2 separate regions of the Danio rerio genome follow, and region 2 is linked to region 1. A link is a contact called in public Hi-C data. All regions are on one chromosome and are shown on one strand. Each heading gives the region's core, a stretch centred on a gene start, on an enhancer-like site or on the middle of the called end of the contact. The rest is flanking DNA. Distances are from core to core; before and after follow the strand shown. Region 1 has its middle 10 kb from the start of zmp:0000000662. Region 2 holds the start of npm3 (nucleophosmin/nucleoplasmin, 3).

Evidence for each region. A called contact is a pair of places that touch in the nucleus more often than the background predicts.
Region 2: a contact with region 1 is called in a Hi-C map of embryo, with 1.8 times the contacts expected there. The contact joins the promoter of npm3 here to the enhancer-like site in region 1. A contact is called at or near these places in 2 of 18 Hi-C or Micro-C datasets (embryo and fibroblasts) and 1 of 4 datasets of contacts at active chromatin or transcription factors (caudal fin).

Annotation. Positions count from the first base shown.
Region 1 is chr13:12,230,322-12,235,699 of GRCz12tu, reverse strand. No RefSeq gene overlaps it. Among named protein-coding and RNA genes, the nearest start is that of zmp:0000000662, 10 kb to the right of the region's middle. Within about 2 kb of position 3,014, at least 6 of the 62 cell types and tissues checked have an H3K27ac peak or open chromatin away from gene starts, as enhancers often do.
Region 2 is chr13:12,398,087-12,403,464 of GRCz12tu, reverse strand. It overlaps npm3 (nucleophosmin/nucleoplasmin, 3), which reads left to right and starts at 3,229. Exons shown (of 5, transcript NM_001013484.2): 1 at 3,229-3,402; 2 at 3,634-3,719. The coding sequence starts at 3,330.

The sequences.
Region 1 (5,378 bases), core at 1,765-4,264:
GCAAGCTTATTTCTGTTGAAAGAAATGATGATGTGGGCAATCGTAAGCTTTTAGCCATGAAAGCAGCTATGGAGGAGTGGAGACACTGGTTCGAAGGAGCTAAACATCCATTCACTGTAATCACCAACCACAAGAACCTTGAGTATATCTGCTCAGCTAAGAGATTGAACCCCAGGCAGGCAAGATGGGCGCTGTTCTTCACACGTTTTGACTTCTCAGTCACATATCCCCGGTTCCAAGAATGTCAAAGCTGATGATCTTTCCCGTCTCTCCGATGAAGAAATACTCGATCTTGAAAAACAACCTATCATAGACGAGTCTATCATCCTGGACCCCATCAGGTGGGATATCGATACAGAGATCTCACAAGCCACGTCTCAACACCCCACACCTCCGGCTTGCCCTGCAAACAAGATGTTTGTTTCCACATCTCTGAGAGAAAAATTCATAACCGAAGTTCACGCAAACCCCAACTCCAGACACCCAGGCATCACAGGCACCACAGATCTGATCCAGAACCGTTACTGGTGGTCTTCGATCAACAAGGATGTTATCAAGGTCATTAAGAATTGCTCCCTATGCAACATGAATAAACACTCTCGTCATCACCCTGCTGGACTGCTACAACCCCTGGAAATTCCAAGTCGCCCCTGGTCTCACATAGCCATCGATTTCATCACTGATCGTCCCATGTCCCAAAGCCACACCACCATACTCACCGCCATAGATTCTCTAAAGCATGCAGACTAATTCCCATTCCCAAGTTACCCTGGAAACAGCCAAACTATTATGTAATTACATTTTTCGCTACTATGGTTTACCTGAAGACATCGTGTCCGACAGAGGTCCCTAGTTTACTTCTTGTTTATGGTCTGCTTTCTTCAAAAATCTCAACGTCAATATCAGCCTCACCTCCAGTTATCACCCACAATCCAACAGTCAGACAGAGCACTTAAACCAGGAAATAGGATGCTTCCTCCGCACGTATTGTCATTCCAACCAAGAAGAGTGGAGTCGGTTTCTGATGTGGGCAGAATATGCACAGAACTCCCTCAGAAAAGCATCCACAGGTCTAACTCCCTTACAATGTGTGCTAGGTTTTCAACCCCCTCTGTTCCCATGGTCAGGAGAACCCTCCAAACTCCCAGCCATTGACCACTGGTTCAAAAATGTGAAGATGTCTGGAATGTTGCACACACTCACCTTTCCCATGCTGTCAGACGTTTCAAGGAGCAGGCAGATCATCAATGGCATCCCAGTCCTACATAGTCCCCGGGTCAATGGGTATGGCTATCTACCCGAGATCTCTGCCTCAGACTCCCTTGTAAAAAGCTCAGTCCCAGGTACGATGGTCCTTTCCAAATAGATCGTCAAAGCCTGCTGTTGGTCCAGCTGAGGTGGATAGGGAGGTGGCAGCCGGTGATCCTCGACAGAGAGGAGGCTTACCAGATCCATGAGATCCTGAAGTCCAGACGCCAAGGGGGACAACTACAGTATCTGATCGACTGGGAGGGGTACGGCCCGGAGAAACGATCATGGATCAACCGTACGGATATTCTCGACCCAACTCTGTTAAGAGAGTTTCACCTGCAGCATCCGGAAAATGCCGGCCCCTCATCCCTCTGGAAGACCCCAGCGTCGTGGTCCCTCTCACGTCAGGACCCGTTCGCAGGAGGGGGGCTCTGTCACCGACTCGGTCCCTGTCATTCCAATCGCTGGCCAGCAGAGGTCACCATCACCGGACTTCTAAACATTACATCATCCTCAAACACTGATTGCAACACACCTGCAGCACATCTCACTGATTACCCACGCACACACATATAAGCAGCCCAAACACTCCCTCCAGTGCAAAGTCTTGTTCTGCCCTTGCTGACATTACTGAGCGTTCATATCCTTGCCTGATCTCCCCGTTATAACCTGGACTGTGCCTTGACCTTGCCTTGCCTGCCGCCTGCCTTGAACCCTGCCTTGTACCTCGACTTTGATCCACACCGCCTGCCTCGAACCCTGCCTTACAGATCGCCTATGATCCACGCCGCCTGCCTCTGACCCATGCCTGCTATCACGATCCTTGACCGCCAGCCGCCAGCCTATCGACCCAGTATTACTATGTTTGATGTGAGTTCGCACACAAGTGCTTACTGTGTGCTTAGTATTAAACTGTGTTTTATAAATATACTGCAAATGGATCCCCCAGTGTCAGACTCCACGTTTCAATGCTAGACCACACAGAACCTAAAAGTACACTTTCAAATTTGAGTTTATAAAAAAAATACAAAAATTTATCATAACACAGACAACATATACAGTTATTTTAAACACAATACAGTTATTTTAAAAACAATATTCAATAGTGTTTTATAAAAATTCAAAGGGTTTTCTTTAAAATGATACCAAAGTTTTTGCATTTACACCTCTGCATGTGGATTTGGGAAGCTTTTAAATTTGGGTAGGCCAAATCCAGGCAGAAGTCCCAAAATAATAGCAGAGTTTTGAAACTAAAAAGTTAACAAAAAAATTTTATGTAATCTAAAATATTATTACTTAATTTTTTTAAATAATGCTTAGTTAAAGTAAATAATGCTTTTTTTAAAATAATGAGTTACTTTACTCTTTAATCAATGCCTTATTTTGCTAGTAATGCGTTACACCCAACACTGGTTACAGGTTTCTAATATTAAAAAAAATATATCTTCTTTGTTTTCAACAGAGAAAAAAATCTATGCAAGTTTGAAACCACTTAAGGGTAAATAAATGGTATTTTGGTATGGTATGTTTTTTTTTTTTTTGTCAATTTTTCCAAAAAGCTAACATTTGGACCCTATATGTGAACCAATATGTACCATTTAAGTGCAAAAGTGTGACTTTTAGCTACTAATAGGCACCTTTTTTTTCAGTGGAAGTACAATTTCAGTGTAACCCTTTTAAAAGGGTACTGCCCCAACGACAGCTATTGTACCTTTATTTCTATACACTATGGCCAGGCCAAAAGATGCTGAGTAAATTTACGATGGAAGATGATGCAAAACAAAATGCCCATATTCACAGATCGCTTTGTGTCTATCCTTAATAAAGGACACACACTGCACGCTAAAGAAAGAGCGAGGATTGGGTCAAACCATCCATGTGCATTGACTTAAAAGCTGACGGCCACAATAAGGGAATCTACTTTCAGAGCAAATCCTTCTGCTGGTGGGATAAGTTGCAATTGACATTTTGCACAGACTTCAGAAACAGACCTGGCTTTCATGCTGCTGTTTGAACACAGGGGAAATTGGCTGCAAAGGTCACTGAGCCCATTTCCTCTCCCCCTCGCACACAGAGACTCAGACCTTTACAACACCCACTACTTTACCTGCGTCGTATTTTAACAGTTAGCATTGGAAAACACTCAACGTGTGTGTTCTCCTTTGGTGAAGGTTATGGGGTCGGTGATTCTCTCTTGCATATTTTCAGTCTCTGGTGTGATGATGATGATGATGATGATGATGATGCCTTCCCAAAAGTCAGTGTCACTGCTGAGACGCATGACTAAGAAGAAAGCAATGATTGCTGAAAAAAGCAGAAGTGGACCTTGCCTTTATTTCCTGTAAACTGCTTGTGTAAAATCGCTAGGTTAATGCGGTAGGGGAAATTGTGGTTATTACTGATGAGTGGTCAAAGCAGATGAACCTGATGAAGCTGTATCCTTTGTCACAATTATATATCATTTTTACAATCTGTGAAAGGCCAGACTAAGCAAGAATGCTGTATGATGCTAAATGCGTCAGTTTACTGTAATTTATGCATTTTTAATTTTGTAAATATTGTATTTACTTTACTTACACTCAAAAAAAGATTAATATTTGCTTTTTCTAACTTATTTACAATGAGCTGAAACAACACAACTATTGAGATTTATTTGGGACAACTTAATTGTTTTATGTACAATTCACTTAAATTAATTAGTTAACTAAATTGATAACTTATTCGATCACCGAGTTGTGTACACTGTAAAGTACACTGATTAGTTGCTTAAAGCAAGCAAACCAATTGCCCTAAAAGCAACAAGTTGACTTCACAAAGATAGTTTAAGTAAACCCTTGTAACTTGGAACTGTTAAGTTGACCTAATTTTTATAATTATGCTAATTGAACCCACTTCTTAAAAGTCATCTAATGCATTTTTACAGTGTCAGCATAAGCACGTCTGTTTTTAAATGATTACTGTAATTACTACAATATTTCATACTTGGTGTTTTATTAAGTTTATAAGATCTACAATTACAGCCTGTAATTAATTTAGAAGACACTGGAGTCTGGAAGAGCATGTTTATTTTACTATGTCATTTTGCTAGATACAGAAAAGCTGGAAAATATACAATTACGGTGTTTTGGATAAAAAGTGATTAGTTTTTTCTTTTATTTCAAAAAGTAAGTACAATTTGCATAATTATAAAATTAAGTCAACTTAACAGTTCCAAGTTACATAAGGTTTACTTAAGTTATTATTGTAAAGTCAACTTGGTTTACTAGCTTTAACTAACTTTTTTAACAGTGTAAGAATTTTACAGTGTACAACACTGTAAAAAAATGCAGGGTTCCACACAATTTATTCTTGTTGTCCCAACACAAATCAATTAAGTTAAATTGACACTTTTAACAAATTCTGATTGAAAATAAAAAATAAGTTGTCCCAATAAAATCTCAAGAATTGTGTTGATTCAGCTTATTTTAAATAAGTTTGAACAAGCAAATAAATATGTTTATATATTTTTGTCATATAAAATATAAGTTTACAGTGTACAAATTACAACATAAATTCCTTTATGTTGTCCTAACACAGATTAAGCTAACTCAATTGTTTTACAAATTTAAGTGTAGTGAACATAAATGATTTATCCACAAAAAAAAAAAAAACTGAAGAAATGTTTTGATTCAGGGGCGAGGCAGTGGCACAGTAGGTAGTGTCGCCTTACAGCAAGAAGGTCGATGGGTCGCTGGTTAGAACCTCGGCTCAGTTGGCGTTTTTGTGTGGAGTTTGCATGTTCTCCCTGCCTTTGCATGGGTTTCCTCAGGGTGCTCCGGTTTCCCCCACAGTCCAAAGACATGCGGTACAGGTGAATTGGGTAGGCTAAATTGTCCGTAGTGTATGAGTGTGTGTGTGAGAATGTGTGTGTGGATGTTTCCCAGAGATAGGTTGCGGCTGGAAGGGCATCCGGTGCGTAAAAACTTGCTCGATAAGTTGGCGGTTCATTCTGCTGTGGCGACCCCGGATTAATAAAGGGACTAAGCCGACAAGAAAATGAATGAATGAATGTTTCGATTCAGCTCATTTTTTAAAGTACTTTGAACAAGCAGAAATAATAATTTTTTGAGTTTATTGAAACTAAATAA
Region 2 (5,378 bases), core at 1,980-4,479, 170 kb before region 1:
GAATAATTCTAAATGAAATATCTTTTATCTTATTTGTAATTAAGTAGCTATTTAGGATTAGGCATAAAATGAACACAATTCACAAACAGGATATTAAAAGTGACAAAATCCACAACGTCAACATAAACAGCAGAATCAACAGCAAATAATGAAAACTGCTGAGCTATAGACAATACGCTATAGAATGTATTCACACTGCAATGCATGCTGGGAGCTTTGTACTCTGCCACGCCCAATGTGTATTGCAGCATGAAATATTTTAATTGTTTTAATTACCTTTATTTTAATTACCTAATTATTTTAATTACCTTTGTTGAGGTATAAGGTCTGATTCTTGAGGTCTGAGAGTATCTTAAACATAACTGAACTGTTTTTAGTTTTTTTCAGTTCCCTGTCTTAACTGAAACATGAACTGGAGCTGACCACCCCATGATCTTATTCAGTATGTGGTCCGAATGTAAGAGTAGGCCAGATCTGAGCCAATATAGGGTCAGTTCTGCTTCATTTTTTTAAATTCTGGCTAATATGTGGTATTGCTTTGGAGTATTTGTGGCCCAGATCTGACGAACAGGAACGTACCACTCTAGATTCATCATTCCATTCAATATGTAGTACCGGAAGTAAGTGTTTGTAGTGGGCCAGATCTGGGCCAGAATAAAAGCTAATTGTGGCCCAGAATAGGGTTAGTTCTGGTCCAGATCATACAAACAGGAGTGGACCACCCTAGAGCCATCATTCCATTCAATATGTGGTCCGGATGTAAGTGTCTGGAGTGGGCCGGATCTGTGCAAGAATCAAAGCCAACTGTGGCCCAGAATAGGGTTAGTTCTGGTTCATTTGGTTAAATTTTGGCTAATATGTCGTATGTCAGCTGAACATTCAATGTTATTTAGTGTGGAATCTTTGGGTATATCCAGTCATAAACATCTGACCATAATGCATCCACAAACATACAGTGAAAAAAATAAATGATCTGTTGTTTCAAAATCATCACAAAACATACATTTAACAGACTGAAATCCAAATCTAATTCTTAAATATTCACTTGACAAGAGTTTTAACATGAATTTCTTTAGTTTTTGGAGAAAGATGAAAGTTTAAATATTTAGTTCTAACTATGTGGATGGTATCTTCAGAGAAATTATGTGAAACTGAGTTTCTACACTGCTGGAGGATAACTTATATAATGTTGTTAAATAGATTTCTAATCTTTTTGTTTGAAACTTTACTTTGAAATCACAGCCTTCAGTTAACACAGGAGGGACAGTTGGGGTTACGAGGGTAGAATAAGAAACTATTTATTTAATTATAAAAGCGATAGGAATGCCTTTAATGTGACATTTATTATTCAGGTGACATTTATTATTCAGGAAGACTTTTTTTTTTTATTTTTTTTTTTTATTGAAAATACAAAATCCAAATACAACAAAATGGGATTCAACTTTACAACTTGTGTGTCATATATGGAAGGCACAACACAAAATAATATACAAAGATACAAATGTAATATACAAAAAACATTCAAGTTAAATAAATCCAAGAGTGAAAGGAAAACGCAAAATTTAAATAAATAAATAAATAAAAATTAAGTACAACATATATATCAACTATGGCAAGTTATATACTACAAATAAATTGAACATTTTTAAGGCAATTTTGGTTTTCGTTTTAACCAGGGCATCTGAAAATATTTTAAGTTCTTTTTTAAATACAATAAGTAATGGAGGTGTTTTGAAATATCTACATTTATGAATAAAATATTTGGCTAACACAATTATCATATTTATCAAATCGTGCAAAGTAGAGCAATCTTTAGTAATTCCATATAGTACATCTTGTAATGTAAAAGTCAAACCTTCAGCATCCACGTTTTTTATTATCAACCAGTCTTGTACTTTTTTCCAAAATGATTGAACGGCGCTGCAAGAGAAAAATATGTGTTCTGTGTCTTCACTAAAGTGTTTACATAAATGGCATGGTGAGTTTTCTAAGTTAAATTTTAGGTGTAAGAATCTATTAGAAGGGTATATATCATTAAATATTTTAAATTGTACTTCTTTTGCCTTGGGGAGAATTGGAAATTTAAGATATGTTGTTCTAAAAAATTTAACAGTATTTTTATCCATTGAATGAAATAACCTATTTCTTAATACTTGATAAGGGAAACAAGATTGGATAATAATTTGTCTTAAATGTTTATTAGTGCAAAGTTTATTATCAAATTCAATCTCACCAGTATATAATAAGGGAAGGACTGGAGTAATCTTCGAATAGGATAGGTAACTTTTCATTAACATTTTTATACCTGAGGGTATAGCATTAATAACAGTGAAAAATTGCTTTGGATGACAAGCAAATCCGTGTCTTAGAGTGAAAGTATTGTAATCTAGAATATTGCCCCTTCCATCCATTAAGTCTGTTACTGACCAAATGTTTTTATTTAACCATTCTTCATAAAAAATGGATTTGTTCCTGTGTAGAATATACTTGTTATTCCAAATAGGGGTATTGTGAGGTGTAAAATTGTGTGTGTGCGCTAGTTTCCAAGACAGCAAGACTTGTTGGTGGAATGCTGAAAGCTTCACTGGGAGTTTAGGCAAGTCAAAGTCACATCTGAGAAGAAATCGGATGCCACCTAGTTTGTTAAACAAGGCACAAGGAACAGTGTACCAGAAACTTTCAGTATTACTCAAAAACCTTTGAAGCCATTTCAGTTTTAACATAGTATTCATACTTTCAAACTCAATAATATTAAGACCACCTTCTTCATACGATTTGATAATATCAGATTTTTTAATATAATGAGTTTTCTGTCTCCAAATAAAGTCATACATTTTTTGGTTACTTGTTTTTATGAATGCTGAAGAGGGAGCTAAAGCCTGAGCAGGATAAATTAGTTTTGACAGATATTCAACCTTGGATAGAAGAATTCGTCCAAAAATTGAAATATCTCTCTGCAGCCACCAATTCAGGATACCATTAGCTTTATGTACTTTATTTTCAAAGTTTTCTTTGATGTTAATGTTTGAATCTTTTGAGATCACAATGCCTAAATATTTCACAGTTTCTTTTACTGGGATGTTAAACAGGGATAGATCTGGACTAGTGTGAAGAGCTAAAAGTTCACATTTGTTTAAATTTAATTGGAGGCCAGATGCTTTATTATTCAGGAAGACTGCGCTTTTGTGTGCATGCGGATGACGTCATGATTCCTGCGACGTTTTTTGCGTACTCGTCACGTGTGTTTTGAAGACGCGACGCGACCTGCACTCATAGCACTGTGGATATTTTCCCTCTATTGAAGCGATATTAATACAGTTTGAACAGTAATGTCGTTTGTGGAGGACGAAGCGTCAGACAGTGTAGTGGACTCGCGCTCGCGGCTGGAAAGCTACGTGTTCAGTAAGACCCATTGCGTGATTTATACGTTAGATAAGCTAACACACGTGGGACACCTGCATTGTCAGAAATGTCTCAGAATTGTGGCCAGTGATGATTAAGATTATTAAACACACCCTGGATTAGTGTGCAGCAAAGTGTAGTTCATATTTAGCCGATTTCTGCACTAACATGAATAATGAATGTGTTAATTGCACGGTTAGGTGTTTAAAACTGTGGTTTTGTGTCCCTCAGGTTGTGAGTTGTCTTCTGGAGTGCCATTTTACACATTTCAGGCAGATGAAGATGAAGACGTGGAGCATTTTCTCGAGCTTAGGACGGTTTGTAAAATATTTTAATATTTATTGATTCTGTTAAAAACCTTTATTGTCTCTATCACCTTTCATTTTTATTACAGTTTTCCACAAAGTACTAGTAAATGGGAGCTAGTAAACCCTGTTTTATATATATATATATATATATATATATATATATATATATATATATATATATATATATACACACACACACACACACAACAGTTCTGTCTGGTTCTCAAATCTGATTGGCTGATAGCCATGCAGTATTCTGCAATATCAGAACTCCTACAGCCTCTTTACTCTTTGTGTATTACTCTGCCCACATACAGCCAACAAAAAGCAGACACTACAGATCTAAAGTTTAAAAGATGCTTGCTCAGCTGTTTAACTGTCAGCTTATGATTTGAATCCAATGCGGAAGAAAGTAGTTCCTCATACAAAAGGGTTTTTCAGACTCTCCATGTTTGATTTAGTTTTTATATACACAATTATGCCGTCAAACTATTGTATAAACGCAATATCACACACGTAGCAGTGCGATATGTCTGTATATCGGCACTGGTTGGGGCACTAAGGTACTCGGCCAACGCACGCCTCCCACCAGTGCCGATATACAGCCATATCGCACTGCTACTTGTGTGATATTGCTCATATATATATATATATATATATATATATATATATATATATATATATATATATATATCTCTAGCTGCAGACCCACACACATTTCAGAACACACAATCCCAGTCACAAAATCTAGGCTTTCATAGGTTAACGCTATTAGTGTTACAGCTGCAGTTACTGAGAATGTGCACACAAATATAGCGTAATTTTTGCGAATGTACAAAATTAATTAATGTTTTTTTTCATTACTGTAATGGGTAGGTTTAGATTTGGAGTAGGTGTAATGGCCCGTTTTCACTGAATTTTGGTTTATACTTCTGCGTCATGTGATCGGCATGACCCACGGCACATGCAATGCATGTAGCTGAGCGTTTATACTTCTGCGTGCTGTTTGTGTTGCTCTGCGATAGCACTTTAGAAACACTAGCAAGCAACTGGATGCTATTGGTTTACAGAGATGCCTCACTAGCTCCTGCAACTAACGAGAATGAAAACAAAGGAACCGCCATTTTTAAAAGCACAGCCGAGACATTACACCATAATAATATATACATATAATAACGAGCCATGGTCGACCCAAGCTCAGACAAACCTGGTCATCACCTTGATGTACAGCTACAAAGCCAAGAAGAGCAGAATCTGCCATATCCTGTTTTTGTTTTACGAGGCCGTCTAAAAGTGCGATCAGTTTCACTTTCTTCAGAGAGCTTGCCATCACCTGCCGCACGTCTGTATTTGAAATAAAGAACTTCTAGAACTGATGATAATAATGTGGGCATGATTATTGAAGTGCTTCTGACACCCGATCCTTGCAGAAATGAACAAATGTGTGTGTAAAGTGCGAAAACGCAAAGGAGAAGCTGGAAAAAACAAAGGAGCAAATGATTCTTTTAGAAACCTAAACCATAAACAAACTGCTGTGTTTAACTATTATCATCATCTTTTGGACTATTATGAACTCGGAATGACGGAATTACTTTCTAACAGAGGTTACATGTGCTGGTGAGGATTGAAGACACAGATGAGAGGTTTGCTCTGACTGTGGGCTATATG